Linked DNA regions of Mus musculus: all the other regions are linked to region 1. The links are chromatin contacts, called in public HiChIP or PLAC-seq and promoter capture Hi-C maps. All regions are on one chromosome and are shown on one strand. Each heading gives the region's core, a stretch centred on a gene start, on an enhancer-like site or on the middle of the called end of the contact. The rest is flanking DNA. Distances are from core to core; before and after follow the strand shown.

Region 1 (6,228 bases), core at 1,346-3,845:
TCTACACTGAACCACAAGGAGTACATTTCAATGCCTCAAACTACTTGGAAAACTACTAGCTAATACAGAGTATATATAAGCATCTGGACTTCCGGTTCTGGGATGAAACTGCCTGTATTTCACCCCACCTGTCAGCGGCTGTGTAAGAGAATTCATCTGAGTCCTTGTGGGTTCAAGCAGCATATAGTGCATAAAGATGGAATTTAAATCAATGAATAAAAGACAAGCATATAAAGTGGTACCTGGCATGTAGACAGATGTTAGTTATTACCATAAATAGGCTCTCATTCTCTAACTGGGATAATAACAGAATTTATACTACACTTTCAAACAGCCTGATGATAGATCTGGTAATGCTGGCAAGAAATCCCTATCACGACAACTCAACTTGCATTCTTCTAGTTAATAACTGGAAGCTCTTGTCTTACCAAATATTTGCAAACAAAGGCTCTGACGCCAAGAGCGAGCAGAGCGCACCCCACCAATCGAAATATTCGAAAAGAGTCAAACTCTTCCGCGGTACTTCCATCTTCCTGGCTGGGTTTCTCGCTGATCAGCTGTTTGCGCAACTTCATCGCTTCTTCGAATCTGGAAAGGTACTGTTCTAGGCCGTGGTGAGAAGCCCTCTGGGCCGGGTCTGCTGTCAGGTCACCTCTGGTCCGCTGCCGGAGCTCAGCTCCATCCTTACTACTGCACTCTGGTGCTTTAATGAATGAGTCCAGTTTGTCTCCCAGCTGGGTTCCCCTGACTTCTGCCACACCACCGAGCTGGTCAGCTCCTCCTCCATCGACTGAATCACCAAGCACTACCCTCTTTGAAACTGAAGGGATGCTGAGGGAGTTCAGTTTGTCACTGTCCTGTGGCTTTGATTTTGTTTGATTTTCTTCTTCTGAGGGGGGAAAAAATAAAGCCTTGTGTATTACATATTCACAAACACCTTAAACACTCCCACTGCTGCTAGAACTTGGTCTCTGAATCCAGACAAATACTGATGCAGAAAACAAAGCCAGCTCCTTCGTCTTCACCTTCAAAATACAACGCCGCAAAACTAGCACTCTGGCAGAGGGGAGTTCAAACAATGAGGACAGAAACTACCAAAGTTAGCACGGGATGTCCCAAGGAATAAAGAATAGCTCTTTCACAGACAAAATACTCAAGAGGTGTGCCTCAGTTTCTTTCACTAGCTAATACTGATAAAAATACAAAATCATTGAAGTCTTTCAAGGTTTCTATTTTACAGTTGCATTTCTAACTGTGAGCACAGGGTGTGGCGCCGCCTGTACCCACTGTTGCTGTTCCCGGGCAGCTATGAGCAGGCACTTTTAGGATGCTGTTCTAGCTTTTAAAGAGAGAACTCTAAAAATGATAAAATTTTTCAAGCAAAAGAACAGAATAAGAAAGGGACTTGAGAAAGACAAACACCAACACTTTAAGAATATCTTCAGAATGATCACTACAAAAAAAATATTTTCTGTACTGTTTCAGATGATTTTGAAAGTGGTAGCCATATCTCTCATTTATATTGTCTAGAAGTTCAGAACTATATCTCTAACGCCTCAGAGAAATTCTTGAGTTCTACCAAGCTCACAAAGAGCAACTAAAAAGCCAATTACTAAAGGAAACACCCAAATCGAAACTTAGAGAGGCCAAGCATAGTAGAATTCAATTGTGTCCACAAGAAAACAGTGTCCTGGACACAAGGTTGCATGAAAGATGAATTTTCTTAGGGCAAATGCAGTTATTGAAACGTGATGTATGTATGGTAATGAAAGGAAATCTCTGCAGGGACATCACATCTTTCGGGAGGACCTGTGTGACAGGTGATAATTTTGAAAGCAATGAGCATAGCCACCAAGATAGGGAAATAGGGTCTCTAATCCACAACGGACGGACCAGCCAACAGTTGAGTAATGACTGATGTGGTGGACGAGAGTTACGAAGCAAAAGGCAAAAGCTATGTCATGGGGAGTAACTGGGAATAAAGGCATCTGGAGCTTATAGGAAAATCTCCCTGGGAGGTCTGGGGATAAAATGCACAGCCTTCAAGAAAGGCGAGTAATCAGGAACATAGGGGTTGTCTCAGATAACCGTACACAGAGACTCAGGAACGAAGGCTTTGTAGCCAGGGTGGAGACGACCTCCGGGCAAGGATCCAAGAAAATAGGAAGCAACAAGGAGCGTCCTGGGGTTAAGCGACAATATAATATGGGTCGTCACCTAGGGAGCGGTGACAGAGTTCGGTCAGAATGCATTTTGGGGACAAAATGTTTACGAGCTGGAGTGGGCAGAAGGAGCTTGAAGACTCAAAGAGGTGGGCGGGAGACGGGAAACCGAAGCTCTCACCCGAGCCGCTCCCGGGCCTGTGAAAGCCCATGATCCGGTTGATGCGTTGCTCGGAGTTCATGAGCAGCTTTCTCCTCCGCAGCTCCGCTCGCCGCTGAGAAGCCGACAGGCCCGACGGCGTCGCGGGTCTTTCCCCGCCGTCCGTGGCCGCAGGCACCGGCTCCATGCTTTCTCTACGGTCTAGATCAGGCTGACGGTAAAGGCAAGGATGACTTATGGCAGGGCCGCAGAGTTCGCTCCCACTCCCACTGTAATCCCGCCCTCTAAGGGGCGGGAACTGAAGCGTGAGCATGCGCTAATCGGCTGCGCCAGGCTCTGCCGCCATGTTCAGTGAGGGCAAGCCCAGTTCAAGGGTTCCCTCTTCCTAAGTTGGCTCGCAGTGCTCAGGTTTCTCGCCACCAGGTTACCTCACAGCTGCTCTCGAAGATGAAGAGACGGATGCCCTCCTGATGAGTGAAATGACAGTGAGGAGCAGGTCCATTTTATTCTCTGCCAGGAAGCAAAATGGAGGTTGCAGCGGCGGGAGCTTTTTACCAGCCAACGCGTCTCTGCTCCTTGGATACGTAATTGCGGGTGCGACGCTCTCCGGGAGCGTGGCCCTGGGATTTGGTGGCTGTGGTGATCCTAGTTCTTTACTGAAAATGTCTGGACAACAAACGAAGGAGCCTCAATCCACTATCCAGTCCCAGGCCGTCCACTTCTCTATGGAGCTGCAGAAAGAGCTCTCTCTCCTTCTTACTAATCCGGGAGTCACACTGCGGACTCTGGCTACACCTAACAGCCTTGCCTCGGTAGCCAGAGAGCTCACGTTAGGAACAGACAACGGGCCTGGGCTCGGTTGTATACTCTTCGTTTGTTTTTGTTTTTCGAGACAGAGTTTCTCTGTATAGCCCTGGCTGTCCTGGAACTCACTCTGTAGACCAGGCTGGCCTCGAACTCAGAAATCCGCCTGCCTCTGCCTCCCGAGTACTGGAATTAAAGGCGTGCGCCACCACCGCTCGGCGGTATTATTATATATTACAAAGGATCCTGCAGTCTGAACCAGCTTGTTCATTCTGAGTTCTCTCCCCAGCTCAAGTGGTGGCGTGCTGAAGGAATGCGAAGAGTTAAAACCGTTCAATACTAGCCAGATTTAGTATTTCGGGAAGTGCAAGCTTGAGCAGTTAAAATTAACTGTTTCATTCCCTGCGAAGCCGCCCATTTGACATGGCGTGTGCCAGCTGTTGGGCTTTTCAGATCAGACCTGGTACGTCTTTGGTGAAGCAGCAGCTGAGGAGACACCCCAGAGCTCACCATAGCCCATGAAAAACCCAAGGAAGGGGTCAGGCCTGAGCACAGTGATCATATTAAGGTTAGAGGCAATAAACTAATGAAAGCCATCATATGCGGCAGTGTTTGTCAGCAAGGCAGATCAGGTTCCCATTTGATGGGCAACCAAGCAATGAAACACACCCACCCAGTACGAAATGGAAGCTCAAGATGCAATTGATGCATTCCATCAGTAGACAAGTGGCTCCAGAATTTTGTTCTACACCAACAGATTATCAACTAGTGGTAATTAGCCTGGTATGATGGTGCATGCCTTTAATCTAAGCAATGAGGAGAAAGAGGCAGGTGATTCTCTGTGGGTTTGATGATAGCTTCGTCTACACAATCAGTACAGCCAGAGCTACACACTGAGACCCTGTCTCAAGAAAGAAGAAAGAAAGAAAGAAAGAAAGAAAGAAAGAAAGAAGGGAGGGAGGGAGGGAGGGAGGGAGGAAGGAAGGAAGGAAGGAAGGAAGGAAGGAAGGAAGGAAGGAAGGAAGGAAGGAAACAAAAAACTGCTGTCTGCCTCACTTTATCCTGACTTCCGGTGCACAGCTGTCTCTCCTCTTACGTCATTCCTTCTGTTTGGACAGAGAGTAACTGGTGCATGGGTATGTCCACCAGCTTTACAAACACCTAAATGGCCAATGTTGCTGTCTTAGTCACTTTTCTATTGCTGTGAAGAGACACCATGACCAAGGCAACTCTTATAAAAGAAAGCTTTTACTTAGGGCTTGCTTGGAGTTTTGGAGGGTTATCAGTCCGTGATCATCATGTTGGAAAGTACAGTATAACACAAGGTTCTGAAACAGTAACTGACCTTATATCCTGATCTGCAAGCCATGAGAAAGAGAAAGAGACTCAGCCTGCTGTGAGTTATTGAAATTTCAAACCCCATCTCTGAGTGACACACTCCCAACAAGGCTACACTCTTTATCCTTCTCAATACCATTCCTTAAATATGAGTTTACACATGCATACATACATACATACATACATACATACATAATTATAAATGGTTTTGAGCTAACATGATGTGGGTGTTTGGGACTGACCTCCAGTCCCCTGAAAGAGCAACAAATGCTCTTTACCACCAAGTCATCCCTCTTCATACAGTCTCCTCATTCAGTTCTCTCTCTCTCTCTCTCTCTCTCTCTCTCTCTCTCTCTCTCTCTTCTCTTGACTGTTCCTCTCTAAATAACCATGGCTGTCCTGGAACTATGTAGACCAAGCAAATTATTTTCTTCTCAACAACAGAAAAATACACCCCCCCCCAACAAAAAAAGCCAACATAAAACCCCTTCTATGCCTTGTTTAATTAGAGAATTTTTTTTTGTTTTATCGGAGTTTGGAGGTGTCACTTGTCAGGGGTTAAGACAGAATCTCACTCAGCAGCTTTGGCTGGCATGGGACTCACTATGTACCAGACTGGCTTCAAACTCAGAGGCATCTTCCTGTTCCTGTGCTGAGTGCCTGGTATGTGTGGAGGCCAGAAGAGGGAGTCAGATCACCCGGAACTGTGGTTATAGACAGTGAGCCACCATGTGGGTGCTAAGAACAGGCCCTGGATCCTCTGTAAGAACAGCAAGTGCTCTGAAACACTGATCCATCTCTCCAGCCCCCAATTCTGTCTGTATTAAAAAATACTGAGCCATCTGGCAATGGTGGAGCATGCATTTAATCCCAGCACTTAGAAGGCAGAGAGGCAAGCAGATCTCTGAGTTCGAGACTAGCCTGATCTACAGAGCAGGTTCCAGGACAGCCAGGACTATATAAGAGAAACCCTCTTTCAAAAAACAAAACAAGGGGCTGGAGAGATGGCTCAGTGGTTAAGAGCACTGATTGCTCTTCCAGAGGTCCTGAATTCAATTTCCAGCAACCACATGGTGGCTCACAACCAACTGTAATGAGATCCGGTGCCCTCTTTCTGGTGTGTCTGAAGATAGCAACAATGTACTCACATATATTAAATAAATCTTAAAACAAAACAAAACAAAAACTAGGGAACTCTTTCTGAGAAACACATGCCAAGTTTCAAGGTCAGAGAGGAAACAACACAATGGAAGTGGTTATCTTGACCGTCACTGTCTTAAAAGTCTCACTCTCACAGGGGATCACCAGGGCCAAGAGGTGGGAGTGGGTGGGGGGGGTGGTTGTGGGAGGGTGTGGGGGACTTTTGGGATAGCATTGGAAATGTAAATGAAATAAATACCCAGTAATAAAATAATAATAATTTAAAAAAAAGTCTCACTCTCTGGTTTCAACTCGCAACTTTTGTGCTGAGTGTACTAGGGGCGGTGTTTGAGTCCAGCTCCTGTGATGATTTTCTCACAGGGTTTGCAAGTCCTGCAGACACTTCCTCTCAGGAGATAAATGCTCCCTTCCTGCCTGGCCTTTGAGTACTTAGAGAAGCAGTCCCTGCCAGCTTTCATGGCTTTTGCCTCTGTCTCTTCCTTATCTCACTTTGGGGGGGGGGGGAAGTAATGGCCTTACTTCACATCACTGCCAAAAGGCTGGAAAAAATAATTCAACAGATAGCCTGGCATGATGGTGCACATCTTTAATCCCAGAATTATG
Region 2 (6,228 bases), core at 2,425-4,924, 220 kb after region 1:
ACACCAAATCCGAATGAGACTGTGATTCCTCAGGGACTCATCCCCCACGGCAATGCTGGTGATCACAGACTTGTCCAGCTGTGAGCAAGATGATGATGACGATGACGTGTGTGTGTGTGTGTGTGTGTGTGTGTGTGTGTGAGAGAGAGAGAGGGGGGGGGTGAAGGTAGGGCCACTCGATATCCCACATCTGTCCATCCTGTGGCAAGTCCCACCCTCACCTGGATGATGAGTCTTGTGAAGGGCTCTGTGATGACTTTGAGAAGGTCGGGGGCATCACGGCCACCTCGGATGTTGAAGGAAGCAACCACAAGCCCGGTGACATGGTGTAGGTAGCCCGTGGCAGCCTCCAGGGGCAGTAGGACCAGAACAGACAGCCAGTTAAAACAGTCATGCACGGTCGCCCCTGCAAAAGCCCTGAGCAGGGACGTCACATTGTGGGACACCTAGACCCAAGGTGTGCCCAAGCTGAGGGGCCCCAGCACTCAGTTCTGCCCTCTCCCCCAACAAGTGTGAGGCCCGAACCTCCTTCCCCAGCTCACCGCCTGAAGTCAGTCCTGTCCCCTGCCTGCATCAGGGCCACAATGGTGTTGGTGACAGAGGTTCCGATGTTGGAGCCCATGATGATCGGAATGGCGGAGCTCACCTCCAACACTGGTGAAAGAGGAACCTCTCAAACGCCTGGGCTGCAGCTGCAGCCTCTGTCCTACCATAATATTTCCTACGAGGCCTGTGACTTGTGTTCCAGCCTCAGACGTCTTTTCCAGTGTCCTCTTGACTTCCTAGGCTGAGCCTCACAGGTCCATGTGTACACACACAGTGTATTTACTTGTGTGTGAGCATATCCACATGTGGCAAGATTCGCACACTGTACAGGGTGTGTCCATGTGCTCCTGAGCGTGGACATGTGCATGTGACTGTGTCATGGGAACTCACACCTTGTGCAGTCCACACGTTGTGTGTGTGTGCAGGTATGCCTTACCACAAGTGGGATTGCTGGTTTTATGTGTTGACTTGGCTAGCTGATAGCACCCAGTTGATTTTAAGAGTATTTTTGTGTGTCTACGTGTGTGAGCGTGTGTGTGTGTGTGTGTGTGTGTGTGTGTGTGTGTGTGTGTGGTGTATGCAAAGGTGGAAACCCGAAGAATTCACACGTTCAGCTCTAGTACTCTCTAATTTTTTACCATGAGGCAGCATCTCTTGCATAACCTGGAGCTAGGTGGTAGCCATGGCACTCCAGCAATTCCACCGATGCTCCTGGCACTGGTGTGTGTGCAGCTGTGCCCAGGCTCTTATGTGAGTACTGGAAATTCAAACAGGGGACTTCACATCATATAGCAAGCACTCTGACCCACTGAGACTCCCTAGCCCCAGGTAAAGAAGATGATTCGTGATCTTCCTGGAGGGAGAGATTTCACCTGTAGCTCACAGGGTTGGCTTCCACCTACACACCCTGCCCCTCTGAATAGGTCACACTGTAAATGTCAGACTTGGGCACCCAGCCACACAATCTCAAAAGTCAATTCTTTTTTTTTTTTAATGATGTATCTATTTTTATTTCATGTGCACTGGTGTTTTGCCTGCATGTATGTTTGAGTGAAGGTGTTGGAGATCCTGAAACTCAAGGTGAAACTGAAGTTACAGGCAGTTGTGAGCTGCCATGAGAGTACTGGGAATTGAAGCTGGGTCCTCTGGAAGAGCAGCCTGTGTTCTTGACCACTAAGAGCATCCCTGCAGCCCTGTAAGTCAATTCTTTGCAATAGATTGCATGCGTGGGGTGGTTTTTACTGGCTGGCTTTCTCTGGCTTTCCTGAGCAATGGTGTGGCTGAAGGGAGGTGGCCTTCCAGGAGCTGTGGTTCCCCCTCTGCCACACTCCCCAGCTCCCGGAGCTCCTTTCTGACTCAGCTCTTGGCCTTGTTTCAGGGGACAGTGCAAGAGATGCTGAAGTCCCACCCTTCCCCTCAGCCTCCTCAGCAATTCCACATGCCTGCCCCGATCGTGAAGGACCAGGCCCTTGGGCTCTATCCCCGGCCATGCTGGGCCGACTCACAGCCGGAGGAGACCATGCTGACAATGATGGATGTAGAGGTACTGGAACTCTGCACCAGAACTGTCACCAGGATCCCCACCACCAGCCCTGCCACTGGGTTGGATAGGATGGCATTGTCCTTGAAGATGTCCCCAGCCACCTTCCCTGCAGAACAGAAGCCAGTGTCAACTGAGACCCTTCTGAACCCTTTCCCTGCCCTTCTCCACCTGGGCCCTACCTCCAGCCAACTGGAAGGCGGAGCTGAGCACATCCAGGGAGCAGACAAAGAGGTAAAGGAAAGCCAGCATCAGAGGCACCTTCAGGAGCTTCGTGCCAACCTGGGCAAGCTTCTGGGACAGCCTGGGCTCTGGAGGTGGGGCAAACATGAAGACAGTGGACAGAACACTAGAGCAAGTGACCGCCCATAATCCCACTGCTCCCCAACTTGGCCTACCTGGCTTTTGCTCCTCTTCCTGAGCCAGCTTGGTAGGTAGTGGGTCATGACATTCCAGGACTTCCCCACAGGGACAGCTGTGCTCTGTGAGGGTGACCGGGCTCAGACTGGAGATGGCATAGGTGGATGTTCCAGGAATCCTGTGCAGGACTGAGGAGGGAGACTGATTAGGACTTCCCAGAGGCCTCAGCAACCCAGAAGAAACAGGTAGAGGGACAGCAGGTAGCCAACTGTGGGCAAGCAGGTCTCAGGGTATAGGAGTAATATTTACCTTGTGGGCTGGGCACATAAGCAAAGGTTGCCCCATGCACCATGTGTCTCCCACGGACTGGAAGTGGGGAGACAGCCGGTCCCCCCAATCTCTCGCTGTAGGACATCATGTTGGGCACCCACAATGAGTCCTGCATATCAAAAGGTTGGGACAAATCTGACAGTTGCTGTGTCTGGGACATTCATACACTCATACCCACATAGATGATATCCAACTTAGGGTCTGTGATTCTTTTCATCCTCAGACACATCTAGAGATGGACACCCAGGTGCTTGTCACAGACCTAAGCAGCCATTCATCCACCCAGTAGGGTTTTGTAGCTGATTTGTTTTGCTGGAAATGGAACTTAGGGCCTCATCATAGGAGGCAGGCACTCCAGTGTTGAGGCCCATCCCCAGTCCCAGGAAGTATTTCCTGAATGCGTAGTGTTTGCTGAGTTCTGAGTTAGACACTCAAGTACAGTAGCAATTAAAGACACATACAGCCACTGCTCTCAAAGTCTAGTGGGGAGACAGCTGCAAATGTATAATGTCTCAGTGAATAGAGATAGCAACCAGGTATTGTGACGAATTCAGGTACCACTATGCCTAGAGTGTTCACAGCAGGGCAGGGCAGGGCAGGGTAGGGCAGGGCAGGGCAGGGCAGGACAGGGCAGGACAGGACAGGACAGGTGCTCTCGAGAGAAGGAAGAGCAGGGATTATTTTAGCTCAGGGGGAGCAAAGCAGGCTGGGCTGGTGTTGGGATGTCATGTGTAGCAGGAAGAGGAAACCCAGAAAGAGCTAGGGTGAAGGGATAGGGGTAGGGTTGGGACACAGGGGCCCTGGGCTCACCTTGACTGTGGCTCAGCTCCAGCCCGGCTGCTTGGGGAAGTCTAAAGAGGAACTAAGACCCTCTTCTTTATACCCTCGGGTCAAGGGCAAAGTCCTTAATGAACTAGAAGAACTTTAGCTGCCTTCCCTCTTTTCCCCATTAAATTAACTTTACCCCCAAGATTCCTTCCAGTTAATTGCTAATCTTCACCTCTGCAGGGGGAGCCTATGGTCAGACTGTCCTCTCTCACTACACCAGCACAAATCACAACCCACAGGGTACAGGCTCATCCTGGTCATGGACAGAGACTCCGACACCCCTCTGGTACCTTGTTCTTAGGGACTCAAAAGCAATTTTGTGTCTCCTGTCCATTCTTGGCTTATGAATGGACAGGACTCCCCAGAGAGTGACCCAGACATCTGGTGACCTTGCCATGCATCTGGATGTCTGTGAGGCTGTGTATGTCTTAAGGGGTACACTTCAACAGAAGGGGGAGCCCAGGGGAGAATCCCAGTGAGGCTGCATCTTTGAACCGTGGAGGGTCTGCAGGGCTGAACAATGGATCACGATGTGAGATTAAGAGATCACAGAGTCACTGCCCAGACCAAGAAGAGATGGCTCTGTGGTTTAGCATCCTTCTTAAAGTGTTGCTATGGGATCTGTCAGAAGGAGTGTCTGGAAGCAGGGGCAGCAGCTGAGATGCGGAGGAGAGACCCGGGGAAGAGGTGGCCTGGCTGAACTAAGGTGGGCTCAGGAGAAACAGGGGACAGGAAGCTTCCCAGAGGCATTGGGAAGGAGGAAGAGGAACAGTTGGGATCTGGAAGTGCATGATATGCAGTAAGTCCTGTGGGAAAGAGTTCACGGGAGCCACATCCCCAAACCCAACAAGTGATTCATGAGTGCATAGTAGATCCTAAGTTCTGAGTTAGATGCTGGGGTACAGTCCTAAGTAAAACCACACACAGCCACTGCCCCTCAGGATGTTCAAAGTCTGGCCAGGAGACGGCTGCAAATGATGTCATCTCTAAGCGAGTAGAAATGGCAACCAAGTGTCATGACAAATGCAGGTACCCTAGAGCAATGGTTCCAAGCCTTCCTAACGCTGCAAGCCTTTAATATATTTCCTCCCATCGTCGTGACTCCAACCATAAAATTATTTTCATGGCTCCTTCATAACTATAATTTTACTATGGTTGTGAATCCTAATGGGAGTGCCTGTGTTTTCTGATGGGCCTAGGTGACCCCTGTGAAATGGGAACCCTCAGACAACCCATAGGTTGAGAACCACCACACTAGAGTGTTCTACAGCAGGGCAGGGTGTCTCAAGAGAAGGAAGAGGATGAATTCCTTTAACTCAGGGGGAGCAAAGCAGGCTGGGCTGAGGTTGGGATGTCTGAGGAAGCAGAAGAGGAAACCACAACAAGAGCAGGGGTGATGGGCCAGGGATAGGGTTGAGAGACCAGGCTCTGGGGTCACCTTGAGGTTCTCTGCCAACAGAGCTTCAAGACTCCTCAGCTGTCCTCTGATGACTCAGGGTCCCTGGAACTGCAGATCCACTCAGTGTCTTCAGGGTAACATTTATCTAACTGTTCTCTACCACAGAAGACAGGCCCCTCTGCACATTCCTGCTTCAAGTTAAGCAAGGTTAACTGATCAGTCCTTCACGGTCTGGGCATAGTGACTCTCCGAGGGCTCTCTGTGCAGTGGCGAGGAGTGCAGAACAGACCCAGCTTGGTCAGATTCCAGCTCTACCTAAAGCAATAATTTAGGCCAAAGAATGCTCAAAAGGAAGGGGAAAGGATGGGAAGTAAAACCGGAATTGGCTTTTTGATGCTGAAGATGGAACCCAAGGCACTGCACAGTGCTACGAAAGCGATTTGACCCTGTGCTGCACCCTCACATTTTAGGAAGAGTGACCATAAATTTGCTTGACCAAATCTCCCCCACCCCCCACCCCACCTGAGACAGGGTTTCTCTGTGTAGCCCTGGCTGTCCTGAAACTCACTTTGTAGACCAGGCTGGCCTCGAACTCAGAAATCCACCTGCCTCTGCCTCCCGAGTGCTGGGATTAAAGGTGTGCACCACCACTCCTGGCTTGCTTTTTTTTTTTTTAAGACAGTGTCTCACTATGTAGTTCTGGCTGTCCTGAGACTCACTACATACAGCAGACTGGCCTCAAACCCTGCTTCCCAAGTGTTGGGATTAAAGGTGTGGGCCACTAAGATCAGTTTCAAATTGGTTTATAACTGCCAGTCCAGATACCCATTTCCCTCTGACAATTACCCTGCTCTGGAGAGCAGTTCCAGCAGTCATGAGGATCGGAAGCAAAGGATTAGCAATTATGGAATAGTAAGTAGAATGGATTTAGAGACTGAAGAGATGGCTCAGGGACTAAGAGCACTAGGCTGCTTTCCCAGAGGACCTGGGTTCAGTTCACAACCTTCTGTAACTCCAGTTCCAAGGGATCTAATGCCCTCTTCTGGCCTCCCCAGACATCTCACACACACTTGATAGATAGGCAAATTACTTATACATATAAAATAAAATAAAATAAAATAAATGAGAAAATTTTGTACTAGATAGCTTCATGTCAGCTTTACATATAAGACTGGGTTGTATGCAAGTCTGAAGGGCATTTTCTGAACTGGTAAAATTGATGGTA
Region 3 (6,228 bases), core at 2,021-4,520, 200 kb after region 1:
CAGGGGCTGGAGAGTTGACAATGACAGACTGTAAGCCCCCAAATGGCCAGGAGCATCCATGATATGTTATAGCTCTCAGGGGAAAGGTATCCTGGATTCAGTAACCAAGGAACATCACAATGTCACATTGCACAACAAACCTCACACAAGAGATTTATTGGGAGAGATACAAGAAGGTGGCTGCCTTTCCTTGGTGGAGAAACAGCAGGAAACGGAGTGGGAGGCAAGCTTTCTTGGTGGTGGAGTTTTCCAGGGTGGAAATTTCTAGGGAGGGGATTGGTAAGGTTTGGTGAGTTTTCAAACCCTGAGGTGTGTGCTTGGACCTTACACCCTACACATGCACCTCATGATACAACGCCCACTTCCCATACGGAGCCCTGTGCTCACCACAGTCCTTCTTGGACTGGCTGAATTTAGGCTCCTGCATAACCTTGTAGCCCTTCCCTCCTTTCCTACTGCAAAACCCTCTTAGCTTGCTGTGGTAAATACACTTCTGTAATTCCCGTAATTAGGAGGTGGAGGCAGGGAAATAGCAAAGTTAGGTCACTCTAGATCAAGTCCCTCTTGCAAAAACAAAGAAAAAAACCACGCCCTCTATGGTACAAACCAGTTCCTCTTCCCTAGAGTTCTGGCCCCTCCCCGGGAGGATGTGGTCATAGGGTCAGGTCCTGGGGCCAAGGTCTGTCCTGGTACAACCCCGGACTGACCGGTTTCTTTCACTTTGGTCGGCTCTGCTATGTGGCTCGGCCTTGCTTTTGTGATGGCTAACGTTATGATGGCAGTTAATTTTATGTTTAAAAGTTTAAAATGTCTGTGCTTAAGAAAACTATAAAGCGTTAAGAGTGGTTAAGGCTTAGAATTTGTTTTTACAACTATTTTGGTTTCTATAAATGAGCTTGTTTTGCTCCAGAGGACCCTCTGCTTGGCCCAGAACAAATTGTAACTTTGTATTCCTTGCCTTTATAAACCCTTGACTGAGGTAGCTGGGTGCTGCATTAGGGAATCCCAACTTGCAAATACGGACCTGGATGGAGCCAGTATCTGAATAAAAGCCTCTTCTTTGTTAGAATGTATTAATGGTCAGACTGGCGAGTCTCTGAATGACCCCAGACCCATAACACTGTCTTCACGTCCTAGTGGCAATCACCAAAAGTCCCTTTTGAAACCAAAAGTTGAATAAGTGTCCCGTTGTTCCTCCGGTCTTGCAAGGCCTTGCAAAGCTGATCACAGCCTTCCTCTCTTCCTGGAGCACCAGGAACCTGTTATAGTCTGCCTTTATTGTCTATAAAATGAAATCACCTATGAAGATTCCCCACCCTCTCTTCCCTGGTTGCTTGGCTTTTTCTTCTCAGACTGTCCCAGACCAGTGATAGATGCCCACCAACCCGGATCAGTGGTAGATGCCCACTAACAATCCCAGACCCTAGTAAGGGAGGGTAAGGGGGTGGGGGTGGGGGTTGGGGCTGGTGGCACTTGCCTTTAATCCCTGCATTCAGGAGGCAGACGAAAGCTTATTTCTCAGTTGTAGTCTAGAGATGCCATGCTCTGGCTCTTGAACTAAGAAGGTACCACTGGCAACTCTGGAAGCCCAGGAGGGAGGGAGGGAGGGAGGGAGGAAGGGAGGGAGGGAGGGAGGAAGGGAGGGAGGGAGGGAGGGAGGGAGGGAGGGAGGGAGGGAGGGAGGGTTGGTTCCTACTGAGCAAAATAAATGCTGGGTAGAAAAAGCCACAGTGTCCTGCTCCCCACCTTCTGCCCAGCACTTCAGCTGTAAGACAAGGCAATGCCCTTTGATTTAGCACTTCACTCTGGAAAGAGTACAATTCTGAGATGACAGCGAGATCATCATCCCTGTGTATTTCTGCCTGCTCCCAGTGACCCAAGTTGACCGTGATTGAGGTTATTTTGTAAAATATTTCCTTGAGGCACCGGGAATCAAGGCCATGCATCCTAGGCGAGCATTCTGCCACTGAGTCTCATGCTTCCACCGAGGAGCCACATCCCCAGTCCTTTTGTAAGAGAATTTGCCGATGTAGGTGGCCATGGTGGCACAGGAAATTAGGGAGGCTGAAGCAGGCAGGAGAATCACAATTAAGTCAACCTGAGAAACATAGTGTCTCCAGAGGAAAAGAATTTGCAACTGTGATTAAGGGCCCATATTGAGTCTGGCTACACAGCCCTGACTAACCAGAACTCACTGTGTAGACAGCTGGCTGGCCTCGAACTCATACAGACCTACCTGCCTTTGCATCATGGCAGTAAAATCATGTACCGCCATGGACTCTCACTCTGTGGGAGTATCCTTGATGGGCCTGACCCAATCGGATGAGCCCTGAAAAGGGACCAGAAGTTTCCTGGCAAAGCAGACACAGTGTGAAGCAATTCAATGCAGGGACATTCTCTGCTCCACCCTCTGTTTTATTGCTTTTAATTCTTAAAATTAATTTATTTATTCTATGTACAATGTTTTCCCTCATGCATGCCCATGCACCATGTGCATGCCTGATACCTGCAGAGTCCAGAAGAGGCAATCAGAACCCCTGGAATTGGAGTTATAGACAGCTCTGAGCCCTCCTGTAGGTAGATGGGAATAGAGCCTGGATCCTTTGGATCTAAAGTCCATACCTGCTGAGCGACACCTCCAGCCCTGACACTGGCTTTAAAGTTAGAGGAAGTAGGTGGCCAGAAATGTAGAAATCACACGTAGCCGTGGTCGACAGCTGAGAAGAAGCTGGGACATCTGTCCTGCAGCCACATGGAAGTGAGTTCTGACCAGGACCTGGGGGGGGATCTCACTTTAGAGGCTCCAGAGACTTCAGCTTGAACCTCAGCGTTCTGATGATCTGGGCAGAAACTCTAACTATGCAGCACCAAGTGTTTACCCATGGGTCTGTGCATCCGTAAAAGTAGTTTTGGGGGGCATTGTTTTAGGGTGCTCAGAGTGTGGTAATTGGTCACACAGCAGAAGGAAGCTGCATGAAGGAAGGTCACATAAGCATTCTGTAAGATTCTGAAAGCAGGTTTTGTCCCATCATTCTTACCTTACCCTCAACAGGACCTGGAACACCATCCTAGTAAAGTCAGGAAAATGGAGGGCAGGAACCTAACTCTTCAGTCCGCTACTCCCACCAGTGACTCCCTGCTCAAAACACTTCTACAGCGCTGTTCTGCTGGGTCTCCCATGAAGCCCTTGCTCCTCAGACCCAGGAGCAAGCTTGACCAATCTCTACCTCTGAAGCTTCTGAGACCTTTGCCCGCATCTATTGATCCTCACTCCTGGGCAGGCAGCGGGGCCATCGGCAGACGCCATGACGGCTCTGTTGTTCCTGGGGTCTCTGCTGATGAGTCTGGATCTGACACTTTCGGTGAGGACGGTGGACACTGGGATTGAGCCAGAGTGGCAGTGAGGGGTCCCTGTTCCGGATTTAGCCTCTGCCTGTCACCTGCTAGTTCAGGTGACTGAGAGACTTGTGGTGGGGGTGGGGGTTGGGGGAAGGCACAGCTAGCCCAGAAGATCCAAACAAAGGAGGTAGCAGCCCATGCTGGTGGATGTGAGGACACAGGCTACTTTTGTGGGGGAGTCAATGAGAAGAGAAAGGAAGGCTACACTTTGTGAGGAAATCCTGTACTTTGGCGAGGTGGCAGGAGGTTGAGGCCTATAGGATCAAGGGAAGTCTAACATTGTGGGCAATGTTCCTGCCTTCTCTCTCCTATAGGCTCCACCATGGAAAGACTCCAAGAAATTTAAGGACGCACCTGATGGGCCCACAGTGGGTAAGTGATCTGGCCTCTTTTCCTAATCTACTCTGTGGGGATGGCTGTGCTTTAGCCTGCGTGGTCTCAGGCCTCTGGAGCAAGGAGGGATCCTGAGCCAAGCTGTTCCGTTGACATTTAAACCTGGGTGCCTACAGATTCAGATGTGTGCCCGGAGTGCCAGGCTTGGGCTGTCCTGGATGCCTGTGTTAGAGCCTGGCAGGTACTCTGTAGTGTTGGAGATGATGTCATCTGATGATGTCATCACACCTGCACACCAACAAGTGCTCGCCAGTTTCCCCATCTTCCTCCCTTTCCTTTCAACACTCCTGGAGAATGTCAGACATAACCGGTAGAGTTCAGAGCTTCAGTGGGCGATGGGAGCCAGAACAGAGCTTTAGACTCACCCAAGATCACAGACACCCCAAGTTGTCTCCAAACCCTAACTTTCTCACTTGTGAGTTTACTCTCTGCTTCATTTTTCCCTGTCTGAAAAGTTAGACGGGTTGCTGAGGAGAAAGGGTTCCTCATTGTTGTAGATGCTGCTGCCAGGAAAATGCCCTAACATGTTAGCTCTTAGGCTAGGGCATAGCTCACTGGCAGAGCACTTGCCCAACATGCACGCACACACACCTGGGTTTGGTCTGCAGCACTGTGAGGGGAAAAAATTCCTTTTTTTTTTAATTTTAAAGAAAAAATTCTTTCTTAAGCTGGAGAGATAACTCAGAGGTTAAGAGCACTGGCTGCTCTTCCAGAGGTCCTGAGTTCAATTCCCAACAACCACATGGTGGCTCACAACCATCTATCTGTACTGGGATCTGATGCCTTTTTCTGGTCTGTCTGAAGACAGCAACACATATAGTAAATAATTAATTAATTAAAGAAAGAACAATTCTTTTTTAAAGATTTATTTATTTATTTTATGTATGAGTGTTCTATCTGCATGTACACCTGTATGCCAGAAGAGGGTATCAGATCTCATTACAGATAGCTGTGAGCCACCATGTGGTTGCTGGGAGTTGAACTCAGGACCTCTACAAGAACAGACAGTAGATCTCAAATGCTGAGCCATTTTTCCAGCCCAAGAAAAAAAATCTTAACTTTTAGTAAATTTGACTTAGGTGAAGGGTTCCACCCCCATCCTGCCCCAAACCCTGCTATAGGACTTGTGAGTACAGAACTCTACCACAGTGAGCCTTGTCTGTGGGGTCAAGCTGAGGCTTGTAGTGTGATGTCTCTCACTGAAGCCCAACTCAGTGTGACCCTCCAGGCTTCTGTCCTAACCACTCTAAGCCAATCAGCTGCTGTCCCTTTCAACCTGACCCACCATGGCCCCCTGTCTCCAAGTTCTAGGACCCTTCCCTCTCTCTATCACCCTGTTGCTAAATTGCCACTAAAAGGAGAAAAGAAGAAGAAGAAGAAGAAGAAGAAGAAGAAGAAGAAGAAGAAGAAGAAGAAGAAGAGGAAGAAACAAAACACATTTGTTGAGCACCTACTGAGTCCTGGACTCAATGTCCCAAGCATTGCCACTAAGCCTCACGGTGTTCCCCTGAAGTAGACAGTGATTTCTTTTTCATTTTCTCTTTGAGATTATAATATAATTACATCACTGGGCAGTGGTGGCACATGCCTTTAATCCTAGCACTTGGGAGGCAGAGGCAGGCAGATTTCTGAGTTCGAGGCCAGCCTGCTCTACACAGTGAGTTCCAGGACAGCCAGGGCTACACAGAGAAACCCTGTCTCGAAAACAAAAACAATATATATATATATATATATATATATATATATATACACATATATATGTGTGTGTGTGTGTGTATACGTATATATATATATACACATATATATATACACATATATATATACATATATATAATCATATCATCCCCCTCCCTTTCTTCCCTCCAAACCCTCCCATAGCCCCAATAATTATTTCTTTTTTTTTTTAAGATTTATTTATTTATTATATGTAAGTACACTGTAGCTGTCCTCAGATACTCCAGAAGAGGGCATCAGATTTTGTTACGGATGGTTGTGAGCCACCATGTGGTTGCTGGGATTTGAACTCGGGACCTTCGGAAGAGCAGTCGGCGCTCTTAACCACTGAGCCATCTCGCCAGCCCCAATAATTATTTCTTATGATTAACTATACTTTTCTCAGCTACCATGAACATCAAGTTCACAAATTCAGTGATTCCGTTCACAAATTAGGTTCCGTGAGCCTCTGGCTATGACATTTTCACCAATCATTAGCATGTAATCTTGTTACATCTGGATTCTGTTTAAAGACATTATTCAGTGTGCATGTTGTTGATCCCTTAAACACTAATCTAATGGCCGATGCCACTATTACTGCCTGCCTGACAAGGTGTCCCTGACACGTTTTCTTCATAAGGCGCATACAACTTCTTGTGTTCTTGCAAGTAGGAGCCTCAGGTAACACTTGGGCATACACATAGAACCACTCTGTCTCCCTGA
Region 4 (6,228 bases), core at 1,474-3,973, 180 kb after region 1:
CTGACAACCTAGGGCAACCAAGTTCCGTAGCCAGGCCTCAGTTTCCCCAGCACTGCCTCTATCTGATCCAGTGCAAGTGATGGAGGGGGAGGAGCTGCCTTCTGGGAAGAGGTCACAGCTGGGTCCCTAATTGGGCTCCACGAGGAAAGAGGAAGTGCTACAGCGTCCCCTTGAGAAACCCTCTCTGGTGGCCCAGCTACAGCCTGTACCCCATGTGCCCCACAGCCATTGCCTCACTGCAAGTGAGCAAGAAACCTCCAACTCCTTAACCATGGGCAAGCCTCCCCAGAGGGAGCTCCCTCCCACTCTCCCTCCACCCCAGGTTCCCCACCCAGCCCTACATTTTCTTGCCTCACCCCCCCCCCCACTTCCTCCTCCCCATCCTCCCAGCTGTATCAAGACAAGAGCAAAAAGTCACATGCAAATATCCTGTCCTAGAACCAGCTGCCGATCTGTGGGGCTCCTCTCCACCCTACTCTGCCCTCCTCCTGTAGGCCTCTGGCACTGGGGAAAGGAAGAAATCCAAGTGAGGGTACGCACCCCAAAGATCATCCCACCTAGTGCCAGATGACATACAAGTTAGGCTCTGGGCAGTGGATTCTGAGGCTGAGGGTAACAGTAGAAGAGAATTCAAGCCCAGCTCTCAAATCCAAGTTCCTTACAAGACTAGCGTCTATTAAAAGCCAACTGAGCTGTATCCCAGCACCTGGGAGGCAAAGGTAGATCTCTGAGTTCAAGGCCAGCCTGATCTACATAGCAAGGTCTAAGTAAGCCAAAACTATACATATAGTGAGACCATCTCAAAAACAGAACCTACAAAATAAAGCCAACTGTATGCATATACCACAGGTTTCCCAACTGCTGTGAGGGTCTCTGGTCACTTGGAAAGCTGGCCTCAAGCTGCTAGCTGTTTTGTGCACTGATTCTCACACAAGCAGTCCCTAGGTATAGAAGATTTCGGGGCAATGAGGCTTTCCTTAAAATTTACATGTAAAATAAGGAAACGATAATGTTGAGGGACAGAAAGCAGGTTAAAGGCCATGCAGGTGTGTACAGTGCTGTCACAGCAAGTCCAGGACACAGGACCTCTAGAGGAGGCACTAGTCCTCATTTTGGCCATGATATCCTGGGCCAAGATCCAGTAATGCCGGCTCACCTATGCAAAGGTGCCCACAGGATCTCGCCCAACAAGGCAATACCCTCAGCAGAGCTGAGCCCCAAATTGGCTAGCCCTAGGAAGTGAAGCCTGGCCTTGGCTCTCCTTATCCCTCCTCCCTGGCTGGCTGCATGACGAGGCAGAACAGAATCAGCAGATGCCCCCAGAGGCTGAGAGGAAGGCCCAGCCCCTGAGCTTGATAAGGGACAGGAGATAAGATTGCCTCCCTTGGGCACTAGGGATCCAACCTGCCCATCCCATTTCCAGGTAACACCTCTCTGGGTGTGACATGCACCAAGTAGGCAGAGGACATCAGGGACTGCGGCACACTGGGGACTTGTCTGAGCTACCTATAGACTCTACTGGGTATCTGCCTGACCCTAGGTCAATTACAATCTCTGATCTGAGCTTCAGTTTCACACCTGTAAACTGATATAGAACAGCGAAGCTGAAGGTTCCTTCATCATGGAAACCCAGCAGAAAGTGGAAAGCTGTCACTGTGTCCCTCCCTGGAGTTCCAAAAAGAAAAATCTTGTTGGTGTTTGCCCACCAGCACCCTGGACAGAGTAGGGCACTACAGGTATCTAATGATTATGTCACTCTATGTCGTTTGTCTGGCTCTAGTCATCTAGGACCCATAGAGCCAAATAACATCTGGAGTGAAACCAAGGAAGAGCAACTCCGCACCATATCCATGTGCGCGCACACACTAAGTCGACCAGACTGGCTTTTAGCCCTACAGTCCTTATAGCCCGTTATGCTCGTCTCTCATTTATTTCCCCGGTGCATCTGCCCTAGTAGGTCAAAGGCTTGCTAAATGCCAAAAACGTTACCCATGCACCCGTTTTTAGTGCCCAGAAGCTCCAGGTGAGTGGTGGTTCTGCATGTAATGTGTGTGTCCAGAAGTTTCCCCCTGTCGGTTGGGTTGTCTATACAAAGGCTCGGCTCATTCATTCTCTAATCTTTACCGATTACCAACTTTGTGCCGTTCAGGGCATCTGGGCCTGGGGCACGTGGGGCACCTTCCTGCCTCTCACGTAGAAGAGGCCTCACACGCATTCCTCTGGGGCTCATGTTCCACCTTTTCCCTTCCTTCCCTTTCTTCTTCATCACCCCCAAACCCGACTTGAGGCCCATGGCGCGACCCCCGCCCCTCCTGGGCCCCGGGTTCCGGGGGCAGAAGCGGAGGGCCGGAAGGGCTCATGTCTGCGCTTAAGAGTCCGGGTGCAGACTCCAGGGCACGAGGATAACTGGGGCCCGGACGCCTCATGGAGCTCGGAGGTCGCGCGCCCGCGATCCCCGCGCCCAGGCCTGGCCGCCCGCCTGCCTGGCCTCACCTTCCCGGGCCTTGAGTAGCACCGTGTTCGCTACGATGTTCTCGAGCTCCATGGGCTGCAGCGCCGCCCGGCCCGCCAGGCCGCGCCGCCGGCCGGGACCGCCCACGAGAGCCGGAGCCGATGGCGATCGGCGCGGCTCGGCTCGGCTCGGCTCGGCTCGGCTCGACTGACCGCGCCGCGGCCTCCGGGCCCCACCGGCCTCCGGGCCGCCGCCGCCCGCCGCGTACTCTGCGCCCCTCCCGGTCCACCGGCGCCCGCCCCGCCCCGCCCTCTGTTTACTTGGCTCAGTCAATGGGCGAGCGGACGCTCCCCGCGCCGGACTACTATTGGTCAGCCTCTTTCTCTTGCCCCGCCCACGGAGCCGGGAACTCGCTCCCTGCGGAGAGGGGGAGGGCCCCGTTGCGTCGCCGATTTCTGGTTGGACTGCGGACGGGATTCGGCCCCTAGGTTCGAATTTCTAGGCCTTCGTAGGATGCCGAGCTGCCAATTAGGGCCGAGCCTCTGCCGAGAAATCGGAGGTGGGGCCTCTCGGGAACCACGCCCAGAAGACCCAACATCTGATTGGATTAAAGACGTGTCGACCATCCAGCTTTGCGATCTGATTGGGTGAAAGGATGGGGGCGTGGCTGTGTGTCTGGTGCGCCGACGGGATTTCTAGGGTTTTGTTGGGGACACGCTGTGTCTCCTGCCGGCTATCAGGTAGCTTGGTTAGAATGGGTGTCCTGCCGTCGTCCCTTAGGTCAGCTGCTTCAGAAGGGCGCGCTTCCAAAGCTAGCAGAGGACCGAAGGAAGCTATTGCCTTCCCAGCAGCGCTTGCCTCCAATTCAGCCGCACCCCGCACCCCCGTACCCCGCCCCCGCAGCCGGATGTTGTGATTTCTCCCCTCCCACCCGTCCGGCGCCTTCGGCCTCTGCTGCCTTATAAGGCAGCGCAACCACCCCAAGTCGTTGAGGATGAGTTCACACCCATTGTACAGGTGGGGACCTGAGGCGCTGGATGTTGAGTGGCTGGCTGCACGCGGAGACCGGGAGTGGGGGGACAGGTCCGAATTTTGCATCTCATCAACACAGTGTAGTTCAATCCCCCACTTCCTCATCACCACCCCTTTTCGCACAGCAGGAAACGGAGGCTTGCCCAAACTCGGGAATTAAGGAACAACCGGATTCAACTACATGTTTTTGATCCATATTCATTCATTTTTGAAAAAAAATATATATATACTGCCACTGCTTTTTTTTCCCAGGCACCCAGCCAGGTGCCGGATATAGTGGTAACAGCAAGAAAACCAAACTCTCAGTGCTTACGTGCTAGGCGGGAAGAAAGGTGGTAGCTGTCCTGTAAGTGAGCACATTAATGGGTGGTTTTAGAATGAATGCTACTAAAACAAAGAACTAGAGAGGACGCTTTGTGGTGCCTCGCATGCCCCCCCCCCCCCCGCCCCATGTCATTAAAGGACCAGAGTGGTCACAGGCTATGACTTTTGAGCAAATCAAGAAGCGGCACCACGCCTAAAGTTAAGTTTGGCGAGGACTAAAGCATAAATGTTTCCAGAGTCCTGTGTTCTGAGGTGAGCCAAAAGCAAACCATGGTGACAAAAGGGTGTCAGCTAGACCATGGAAGGTGTTGTGGTTTACAGAGAAGGGTTTGTTTTGTGAAATGTGAAACTCCTGGAAGGGTGACATATTTACCAATGATAGTTCAGACTAGTGGATGATTAAGCACCAAGTGAAGACCGTTGTGTCCAGGTGAGACCTGAGGGCTAGTGAGAATGTGCACCTGTGAAGGCTTGACCTCATGGAGGATGGAAAGAACCTGGATAAAGAACACTTTCAGCATCCTCGAGGATCCTGTAGCTGGCAAGAAGGCTCAGGTGGTAAAGGCGCCAGGGGGCAAGCCTGACCAAATATGAAGACCTGCGTTCGATCCTGGGATTCATCTGGTAGAAGAAGACAGTCAACTGTATTTGTTCTCTAGCTACAAACAGATTAATAAGTTATATAAGTAAACAAGTCTATCTAAACAAGTGCAGAATGAACAAGGGTCAGGAGAAGAGGGGAGGGTGCTCAATATATATAACACCTAAGGGCAGAGCGTCTGTAGAATTTGCAGTGGGCATTGGGGTGGGCTCGGGAACCATGAAGTGAGGAGAGTGTCTTGATGGAGCCTGGATCCAGGATGTCCTTGGACTTCATTTTGAGGGTAATGGGGAGTCATGGAGGCAGATTTTTAAGGAGATGAGTAAATTTGCTTTCCTAGAGGGCTCTGGGCTATGAATGGCAGGCAATCGGTTTTGGTGTCTAGTATCTGAACACTCTTCCATCTGGGAGGAGTCCTAGGAGAAGCAGAGGCAGGTCCTGACTCTAAGAAAATCTGAAGGCACCTAAGAAAGGGCAGTGGTGGCGCACGCCTTTAATCCCAGCGCTTGGGAGGCAGAGGCAGGCAGATTTCTGAGTTTGAGGCCAGCCTGGTCTACAGTGAGTTCCAAGACAGCCAAAGCTACAGAGAGAAACCCTGTCTCGAAAAACCAAAAAAAAAAAAAAAAAAAAAAAAAAAAAGGAAGAAAGGAAGAAAGAAAGAAAAGAAAATTGGAAAAGACAGTGAGTATTGGTCCTGGGTAGCAGACAGTATTACAGTGTTTCCGACCGGGCCTTTTCCAAAGAAAGGACCAACACAAGACAGCTGGGGGTCACTTGAAATTCATTGTGGGAGGGGTAGTGGTGATGCTGGGGTTGGAGGCTGGGGGGCTAGAGGTCAGCGATGTTAAGCCAGCATGGGGAATTCAAACAAGCTCCCTCCCAAGAGCTGTCCAGTCTCTTCCTGGTCTTAAATTACCCAGAATCTGGTTTGGCTGCTTGCAACCAATTATTTGGCTAAGACAGGAAGTGGACCTTTGGGGATGAACCATTAGCAGAATAGTGGTACCCTGTACTGGGGTGACAGCCAGGCCATGTAAACAATGGAGTTGAGGCCATTGTTGAACTGGGATTAACATAGGGTGAAGAGAAGATACCAGTCACAGCTCCCAGGCTTTGGAGACGTTTTTTAAAAAGGAAAACTTAGCACAGTCCAACCCAGTTCTAGCTTCCTGAACCAATAAGCTTCTTTGGGGTACGTACTTTATAGTTGATTCAAAGGCAGCTGAGTCACCCAGCAGAGGTGAGGACTTAGGAAAGCTACGTAGGCTTTCCTAAGTTCTATGTGGGCTAGCTCCCTGCCCAATGTGCATACAACTCAGCCAAGGACTCCCTTTTCTCTGAGAAGTTGTTTCCTGCTCATGTAACATGTGTATCTTGAAGCTGTTTGAGCTTCCTAAGCCTGATAACTCTATTAGTTTCTCTGGTCTTTGAGACATCTCCCCCACTTCCCATCTCCAGGAGGGAACATTTCAATTTGGATGAAATAACCACACAATAATGTCAGAGGTACATTTCCTGGAATCTGGCCTGTAGAAGTCATTGCACTCAGTCCAAAGAAATAAACATCAAGGTTAGTGATTGCAGCATTGTTCAAAACGGTGCACTAATTGAGAAAGTAAAGTTTGGTCCTTTCCTGTAGAGTGATGGGCTTCTCCCTCCTCCTTCCCTCCCCCTTTTCCTTCCTCTCTTGCTTTCAACAAGCTCTTCATATTTGTCACTCAGCCTAGCTGGTCTTGAACTTGGGTTGTAAGCAATCCTGTTTTGGCTTCCCTAGTAAAGACTACAAGTCTTTGCCATGTCACCCAACCAGGTTGCTTAT
Region 5 (6,228 bases), core at 946-3,445, 130 kb after region 1:
GCCACCATGTGGTTGCTGGGAATTGAACTCAGGACCTTTGGAAGAGCAGCCAGTGCTCTTTACCGCTGAGCGAAATAGAATGTCGTTTTTAAAAATAACGAAAACAGCACTGGAGAGATGGCTTAGCGGTTAAGAGCACTAATTGCTCTTCTAGAGGTCCTGAGTTCAATTCCCAGCAACCATAAGGTGGCTCACAAGCATCTGTAATGGGATCCAGTGCCCTCTTCTGGTGTGTCTGAAGACAGCAACAGTATACTCATATACATAAATTAAAAAGACAAAAACAAAAATAAAATGAAAACAGAACAAAAAAATAATGCAGATGGGAGGTGAACTGGGCGTGGCTAGAGACAGGTGCTAGGCAATTGGTGGGCAGACAGGAATCCATGGAGACACTTCCAAGGTGCACTTAGGTCTGCTTTTTGCCTATGAAATCGACTAAGTAGGAGGTTAGGAGACATCAAGGGTGGGGAAGTAGCAGGAAGGAGAGATGCTGAAGCCTAGTCCTGACCCCAACCGCCAACTCCCCTCTGCCCAGGGCGAGCACTCTAGATACCGAGAACTGCAGCTCTGTTCTTGGATTTTTTTGGGGCGGGGGGTTTCGAGACAGGGTTTCTCTGTGTAGCCCTGGCTGTCCTGGAACTCACTCTGTAGACCAGGCTAGCCTCGAACTCAGAAATCTGCCTGTCTCTGCCTCCTGAGTGCTGGGATCAAAGGCGTGCGCCACCACTGCCTGGCTTGCAGCTCTGTTCTCACCTTGGCTTCCTGCTCCTTTCCTTCCCCATCTGATGTCATCTCTATTCCCCTCTGCCCTAACCATTGAGTTCCAGCTGCATCTGGGATCAGGGCCCAGGACTGACCACTCACCAGGACTCACCATAGGTTGGTGGAGAAACTCCCAAGGATGGGGTGCATGGGTTCAATGGGTACCCATAGCTCCTGAAGCAGGGTTCTTGTGAAGTACAGAGGTTTAAGGCCACCCTCTCCCGTGTCCCATTCCAAGGCATTGCAGTGAATGTAAGTATTGGTTTCTTGTTGGAGATGATTGACCAAGTCAGAGCAGGAATTCGACGAAAACAGCCACCTCCTGTTCACAGATCAGCCCCAGGGGAAACTTGCTGAGGCACTGTTGCCTGCCTGTCTGCCTGCCTGCCTGCCTGCCTGCCTGCCTGCCTGCCTGCCTGGGAAATGGGTTGGGATGTCCAGTGGGTATGGAAAGGTTAACCAGAGCTGTGGAGGGCTTCAGTGTTCTCCATTCCACAGGAAACAGTGCCTGGAAGCTCTGTGCAGCCATGTCCCCATAGAGAAGTCTCTGAGGCCCAGTCCCTTCTGCACTCAGAGCTTTGGGAAATAAAAAGTGCCAGAAAGTTCTCCCTGGAATGGCTTTGGAGGAGCCCTGCCTTGGGGACCCTACTTGGGCTTCCTTAGGAGGGATGGTACTTGGAAAAGAAGGCATCATTTTTTTTTTTTTTTTTTTTTGATACCCATCTGGGAGGAAGAAAATGACTGAAAGTAAAGGATGAGGGAGGTGGGGTGTAAACGGCTTGAGACAAGGTATGGCTAAGAAGAGGGGTCTGAGTGGAATTCAGACAGGCTGGCATAGCAAGAGGGTATGGTGACTAGGTGGGATGTGTGCAGAGGTAAGCATGGGCCTGTAGCTGAGATGGAAGTAGTGGTGGTAGACTAGGGAGGGTCCTTTCAGAGGAAATGGACTACACGTAACCCAGGCCTGGTCTGATGAGGAACTGAATCCGGGCAGGGACAGAGTAAGGACCATAAGGGGTTTAAGGTAGGGTGTAACGGACCCAGGAATGATGTGAGTCTGGGCTGGAGTTAAATGGATCAAGGGTGTTGGGCTGGGTCAATTACTCTGGGGAGATGGAGAGGGATGAATCTGGGCCTGGAATCTTGGTGGGTTTATGGCTAGGGAAGAGGGGTGTGCTGCCAGGTTGGGGACGAGGACAAGACAGGTGCATGGGACTGGCCCTGGGAGCAGAGCGGAAGCTCAGTGTCCGGTGCTGGCCAGCAGGGTGAGGGGCGTGTGTGGGACGCCCCGGGGCAAACTGGGAAGGGGGGGCGGGCCTCCCCCTGGGCCGGGCCGGGGCGGCGCTAGGACCGAGCGAGCCGAGGGAGTGAGCCGGGCGGAGCCAGCGCCCCCCGCCCCCCGCCGGCCGGCTCCCCTCCCCCGGCCGCTGGCTCGCTCGCTCTCAGCGCTGCAGAGGCTCTGAGGCGGCGGCGGCGACTCCCTCATCCCCTCCCTCCGGTGTCGGTCGGTCCGCCTGTGCGTGCGTCTGTCCGTTCGGCCTCGGTCCGGCCCGCAGCATGGCCGGCGTCAGCTTCAGCGGCCACCGCCTGGAGCTGCTGGCGGCGTACGAGGAGGTGATCCGGGAGGAGAGCGCAGCCGACTGGTGAGCCCCCCGCCCCCGCCCCCGCCCCCGGCCCCTTTGTCCCCAGGCCGCCGCGCGCCTTTGTTTCCCCGAGGCTCTGCCACCGGGAAGGGAGGGGGAGACCCCGAAATGGTGCAACGGCTCGGGAGAGCCGGGGAGGGGCTGCCTTTGTGCGAGCCGGGGGAGGGGCCGCTCGGGCCAGGCTGGGCGCGCGGGCCGGGGCGCCCTGAGGCCGCCCTAAGGCTCACTGGGGGCGCGGGAGCCGGACGCCAGCCACGCGGGTGTGGAGCCCAGACGTGGGGCCTGGGGTCCTACGGTCCTGTCGGAGCCCATCCCCCTTCTCACCCTGCCTCCCTCCACGGGCCCGGGGGACAGGTGTGCACGGGCCAGCCAAGGGCACCTTCGCCACCTTCGAGCGGGCGAGGACCGGGTGGGGACGGGGCGGGGACCCAGCTAGCGGAGCTAGAGCAGCCTGCCCGGCCACAGCACAAAGGAAAGCTAGGGCGGGGGAGGAGCGCCGAGGGCTGGGGGCCAGCGTGCCCCGCCCACCGGGGGCTTCTCGGGGTTGTCTCCCCCCACATCTAGGTTAGGGTGTGATACAAGGAGGTTGATTGCCACATGGCAACCACGAAGTGACTTCTTTATCCCTCACGGATCGCAGAGGAAGAGGCAGGGCTGAGCCCTTCTCTCCCCTGCTGAAGGAGCAGATCGCTAGGACGAGGCAGATAGGCAGGAAGAGACTCAGGAGATGGACGGAGCAGCTTGGCTAGGGGGGCAGCTGGGAGCGTGGAGGGAGCCTCCACAGAGGGATGCCAGATGAGTAGATCTCTGGGACCCTAGCCCCTCCACTCAGCAGCAGGGGGCTATCAACCTCCGACTGGGGCAGAGTGAGTGAGTGGCTTATCTCCCCCTCCCCAGCTGTTACCCTCCCTGAGCTGGAGGAGGGTGTGAGCCACCTGCCTTGGTCTGAAGTCTCAGGGTGTCAGGAAAACCAAGGGGGCTCCGATGCCCCATTCAGGGCACAGCCCCCAAGTGTTCTTCTCAAAAAAAAAAATTGTATTTGAATCTTTTCCTCTCCTTAGGCTGGAAGTAGGCTATCGTTGAGAAAACCGAGGCCGAGTTGGGGCTGATCTGAGGGAGCCTCCAGTTGGGCTGGCCTCACTCTCACCCTGGGAGGGCAACCGGGTAGGGGGGCTGGAAGATGGAACAAAATAACCAGGCGTCCAGGCCATGGTACTGCAGCACTGGCCGGTAGCCAGGCCCAGAGGGATGGACTCAGGAGACAAGTTCTCGTGTCTTGCAGGTCAGTTATAGGAGAGGCCAGCACAGGGCAAGCAGGGCAGTTTCCATCTTATTGTCCCAGCCCTGCCCCTGGGGGGCTGAGATCATGAGAGGCAATCTGGACAAGTGGCCTGGTGGAGGAGCCTGTTTGGGGATGTGGCCCTGCCTGAGGAGAAACACTGGCCAGTCTATGGGGTGTAGACAACACCTTCTATCTCTTAACCCCTCGAAAGCTGGACACTGGCAACCCAGTGCTGGGGCTACTAATGACTTCTGCCCCGCATCCTGCTCAGAACAGGCCCGGGCCTCCATCACCAGCAGCATCCATGTAGCCAAAGGGAAGGAGTTATTCATCCTTGGTCTGTGCGCCAGCCCCATCTGGGTTGTGTGTGGGACATGTGCAGATGCACAGATGCACCCTCGCTTATATGTGTGCTTACTTCCAAGGGCCTTAACGGCATGTTGTAAAAGGGTGGTGAGGGTCCCATCCTGAAGAAGATGGCGTGGTGCTTCTCAGCTCTTATCCTACAACCAGCAGCTGGCTGAGATCTCAAGGCTCAGGACAGACCCACATTTAGGAGTCCAGCAGGAGGGGTGTCTGGGTTCAAACGTTGGGTCATGAGTATTGGATGTCTTCCCTGTACCTTGACTCTGTGTGTGTGTGTGTGTGTGTGTGTGTGTGTGTGTGTATAGTGGAGCTTGGGGCTGCTGGCCCCTAGGAGGCAGAGGGTCTCTTAAATGCACTCTGTCCTTGTGCTATAAGCAGGTCACAGGGGAAGTCAGATTGTGTGGTGGGAAAGGCCAGCACCACCCTGGTTATGATGTGATTCATTGTGTGAGAAGTTCCTGCTCTTCTCAAGTGCTCTGAGGAAGAGGGGGATGGGCAGAGTCCATCTGGGGTCTCCTGGGCCTTTCCAGTTCCAGCTCCCTGAGAGCATGCCGGTCTTGAACCTTCCACTGCTAGTATCTCTGCTGAAGCCAGACTCTCGCCTTGCCCTAGTCAGGTATCTCTGCCTTAGGTGGTAGATAAGTGTTTTTGTCAACATTACAAATCCCTGTGGTGCTATTTTGTATAGAGGCAGCAGTGTGTGTTAGCACAGTCAGAGTCCCTGCCTTCCCAAGACTGACAGGACAGCCTGTGGCAGTGGCTATCTCCAGGGCTTGCTGCAGGTGAGGTGTGCACATCTAGAGTTCTCTTCTACTTTGCCCTGAGTGTTTCCGAGCTCCTACCTGCCAGTCTCAGAGTACCTGTGTTATGTTAGAGAAACACTGTCCAGTAGGGTCTGGGGCTAGTGCAGATAGATGTCTTTCCCGGTTCCTGCTGAGTGCTATAGCACTCTGGGGCGTGAAGCTCAGCCTGAGGCTGGCCCCTGGAGTTGGTAGCGGTATCCCGAGTGGTCTTCATGTACAGGAAAATGCAATGCAACTCTTGGGTACAAAGTGTTCTTCAAAACTGAATCTGGGAGCCAGCGTGGCCCAAGTGTGGGTGTGAATACACAGTCATTTTGGAGAGGTGGGCTAGGCAGAGCTGAGAGGGTTTGAATGAGACACAGTCTCTGCTGAGGAAGGATTGTGGCCCTAGCAGGGAAGAGGGACGGTTTGGAGGTGGGTGGGCATGGAGAAATGATAAAAGGGGCTTCAGAGTCTTGAGATGAGCAGCTTGCCCCAGAGAGATGTCATGGCCAGAGCAGTGTCTTGGAAGGAGCCAGGATTCTTGGTGCTGGCTCAGTGTTTCATCCGTGACTACAGAGGGAGACACCCTATTTCTTTGAGGGCTCTTTGTTCCTGGCCATGGGGTTAGGGCAGCCTGACAGGTGGTGGGGCAGCTGTGCGGGGAAAGCAGCTGTCGGATTGGCTGGGGCAGCAGTTGCACCAAGGGCTCGGAGACATGCAGCCCACCTGTGTCTCTTTGTGGAGCAAAGCAGGGAGGGATGCAGGAAGGGGAGGGGCTGCAGGGACTTATTTGGTCGCCTTAACAGGGGTCAATAACCCCTGGGGCATGGGGTTAGCCCTCCCTCGTTCCTTCCTCTCCTCCTTCTCCTCCTCCTCCTTCTCCTTTTTTGCTCCTTTTCTTTTCTTCCCTCCTCCTCCATTTTTTATTTTTTCCACTTCCCTCCTGTCTCTTGTCTGTTCTCTTCCCCCTCTTCTTTTCTTCCTCCTCCCTGCTCCCCCCTTTCCTCCATCTCTGCTTTTTCATCTTCTCGCACACCCCAGCCTCCTGACTTAGATGGGAAATGGGAGATGAGCAAGGTTCTGAGCCCTTCTGAATCTCAGGGACCAAGAGTCTCTTCTTCATGTGTGTCCAGCGTGGTGCCTGCATCAGGATGGGTTGAGGGGTGGCTCAAGGGAAGAATAACTACATTACCTTCCATGAAATGGATGCGTTAGTATGCCTGCCAAGAATAAATACAGAGCAGAAAAGGCTAGGGAGGAAGGAAGTCATTAGTTTAGCTTTCTGGTCGGCTTCAGTCTATATGGTAGTCCTAGGAGGCTTCAGGGAGGGCAGAGGCTGCCTCAGGGCTAGAAGACCAGATCTTAGGGTCAGAGTCGGGGAGTGGTC

Evidence for each region. Promoter capture Hi-C pulls out the DNA fragments that hold promoters and counts their contacts. HiChIP or PLAC-seq counts read pairs in DNA pulled down with a chosen protein or histone mark. Capture Hi-C pulls out chosen DNA fragments and counts their contacts.
Region 2: a promoter capture Hi-C map of adipose tissue shows a contact between it and region 1. The contact joins the promoter of Slc34a1 here to the promoter of Caml in region 1. A contact is called at or near these places in 5 of 39 promoter capture datasets (the C10 cell line, the HPC-7 cell line, hematopoietic stem and progenitor cells and 2 more), 1 of 15 datasets of contacts at CTCF or cohesin (CD8 T cells), 3 of 484 Hi-C or Micro-C datasets (CD8 T cells, cerebral cortex and nephron progenitors), 8 of 115 datasets of contacts at active chromatin or transcription factors (the SCID.adh cell line, acute myeloid leukemia, bone marrow-derived macrophages and 3 more) and 5 of 9 other capture datasets (adipose tissue, embryonic stem cells, liver and 2 more).
Region 3: an H3K4me3 HiChIP or PLAC-seq map of bone marrow-derived macrophages shows a contact between it and region 1, with 2.9 times the contacts expected there. The contact joins the promoter of F12 here to the promoter of Caml in region 1. A contact is called at or near these places in 2 of 39 promoter capture datasets (the C10 cell line and the HPC-7 cell line), 1 of 484 Hi-C or Micro-C datasets (Th2 cells), 6 of 115 datasets of contacts at active chromatin or transcription factors (the 230-238 cell line, the SCID.adh cell line, bone marrow-derived macrophages and 2 more) and 3 of 9 other capture datasets (adipose tissue, liver and pancreatic islet).
Region 4: an H3K27ac HiChIP or PLAC-seq map of stem cell-derived neural progenitor cells shows a contact between it and region 1. The contact joins the promoter of Grk6 here to the promoter of Caml in region 1. A contact is called at or near these places in 8 of 39 promoter capture datasets (the 3T3-L1 cell line, the C10 cell line, the HPC-7 cell line and 5 more), 4 of 484 Hi-C or Micro-C datasets (Th1 cells, embryonic stem cells, nephron progenitors and 1 more), 10 of 115 datasets of contacts at active chromatin or transcription factors (the SCID.adh cell line, embryonic stem cells, microglia and 3 more) and 3 of 9 other capture datasets (adipose tissue, liver and pancreatic islet).
Region 5: a promoter capture Hi-C map of liver shows a contact between it and region 1. The contact joins the promoter of Dbn1 here to the promoter of Caml in region 1. A contact is called at or near these places in 10 of 39 promoter capture datasets (the C10 cell line, the HPC-7 cell line, embryonic stem cells and 5 more), 4 of 484 Hi-C or Micro-C datasets (B cells, the Ba/F3 cell line, olfactory sensory neurons and 1 more), 5 of 115 datasets of contacts at active chromatin or transcription factors (embryonic stem cells, microglia and pancreatic cancer cells) and 3 of 9 other capture datasets (adipose tissue, liver and pancreatic islet).

Annotation. Positions count from the first base shown.
Region 1 is chr13:55,619,372-55,625,599 of GRCm38.p6, reverse strand. Caml (calcium modulating ligand) reads right to left here and starts at 2,595. Exons shown (of 4, transcript NM_007596.2): 1 at 2,344-2,595; 2 at 429-889. The coding sequence starts at 2,509.
Region 2 is chr13:55,397,094-55,403,321 of GRCm38.p6, reverse strand. It overlaps Slc34a1 (solute carrier family 34 (sodium phosphate), member 1), which reads right to left and starts at 3,674. Exons shown (of 13, transcript NM_011392.2): 1 at 3,587-3,674; 2 at 2,756-2,885; 3 at 2,485-2,634; 4 at 2,269-2,397; 5 at 2,052-2,195; 6 at 543-654; 7 at 222-417; 8 at 1-78. The coding sequence starts at 2,864.
Region 3 is chr13:55,423,846-55,430,073 of GRCm38.p6, reverse strand. F12 (coagulation factor XII (Hageman factor)) reads left to right here and starts at 3,270. Exons shown (of 14, transcript NM_021489.3): 1 at 3,270-3,362; 2 at 3,714-3,771. The coding sequence starts at 3,306.
Region 4 is chr13:55,441,826-55,448,053 of GRCm38.p6, reverse strand. It overlaps Grk6 (G protein-coupled receptor kinase 6), which reads right to left and starts at 2,723. Exons shown (of 16, transcript NM_001112711.2): 1 at 2,494-2,723. The coding sequence starts at 2,545.
Region 5 is chr13:55,484,043-55,490,270 of GRCm38.p6, reverse strand. Dbn1 (drebrin 1) reads left to right here and starts at 2,195. Exons shown (of 15, transcript NM_001177371.1): 1 at 2,195-2,408. The coding sequence starts at 2,323.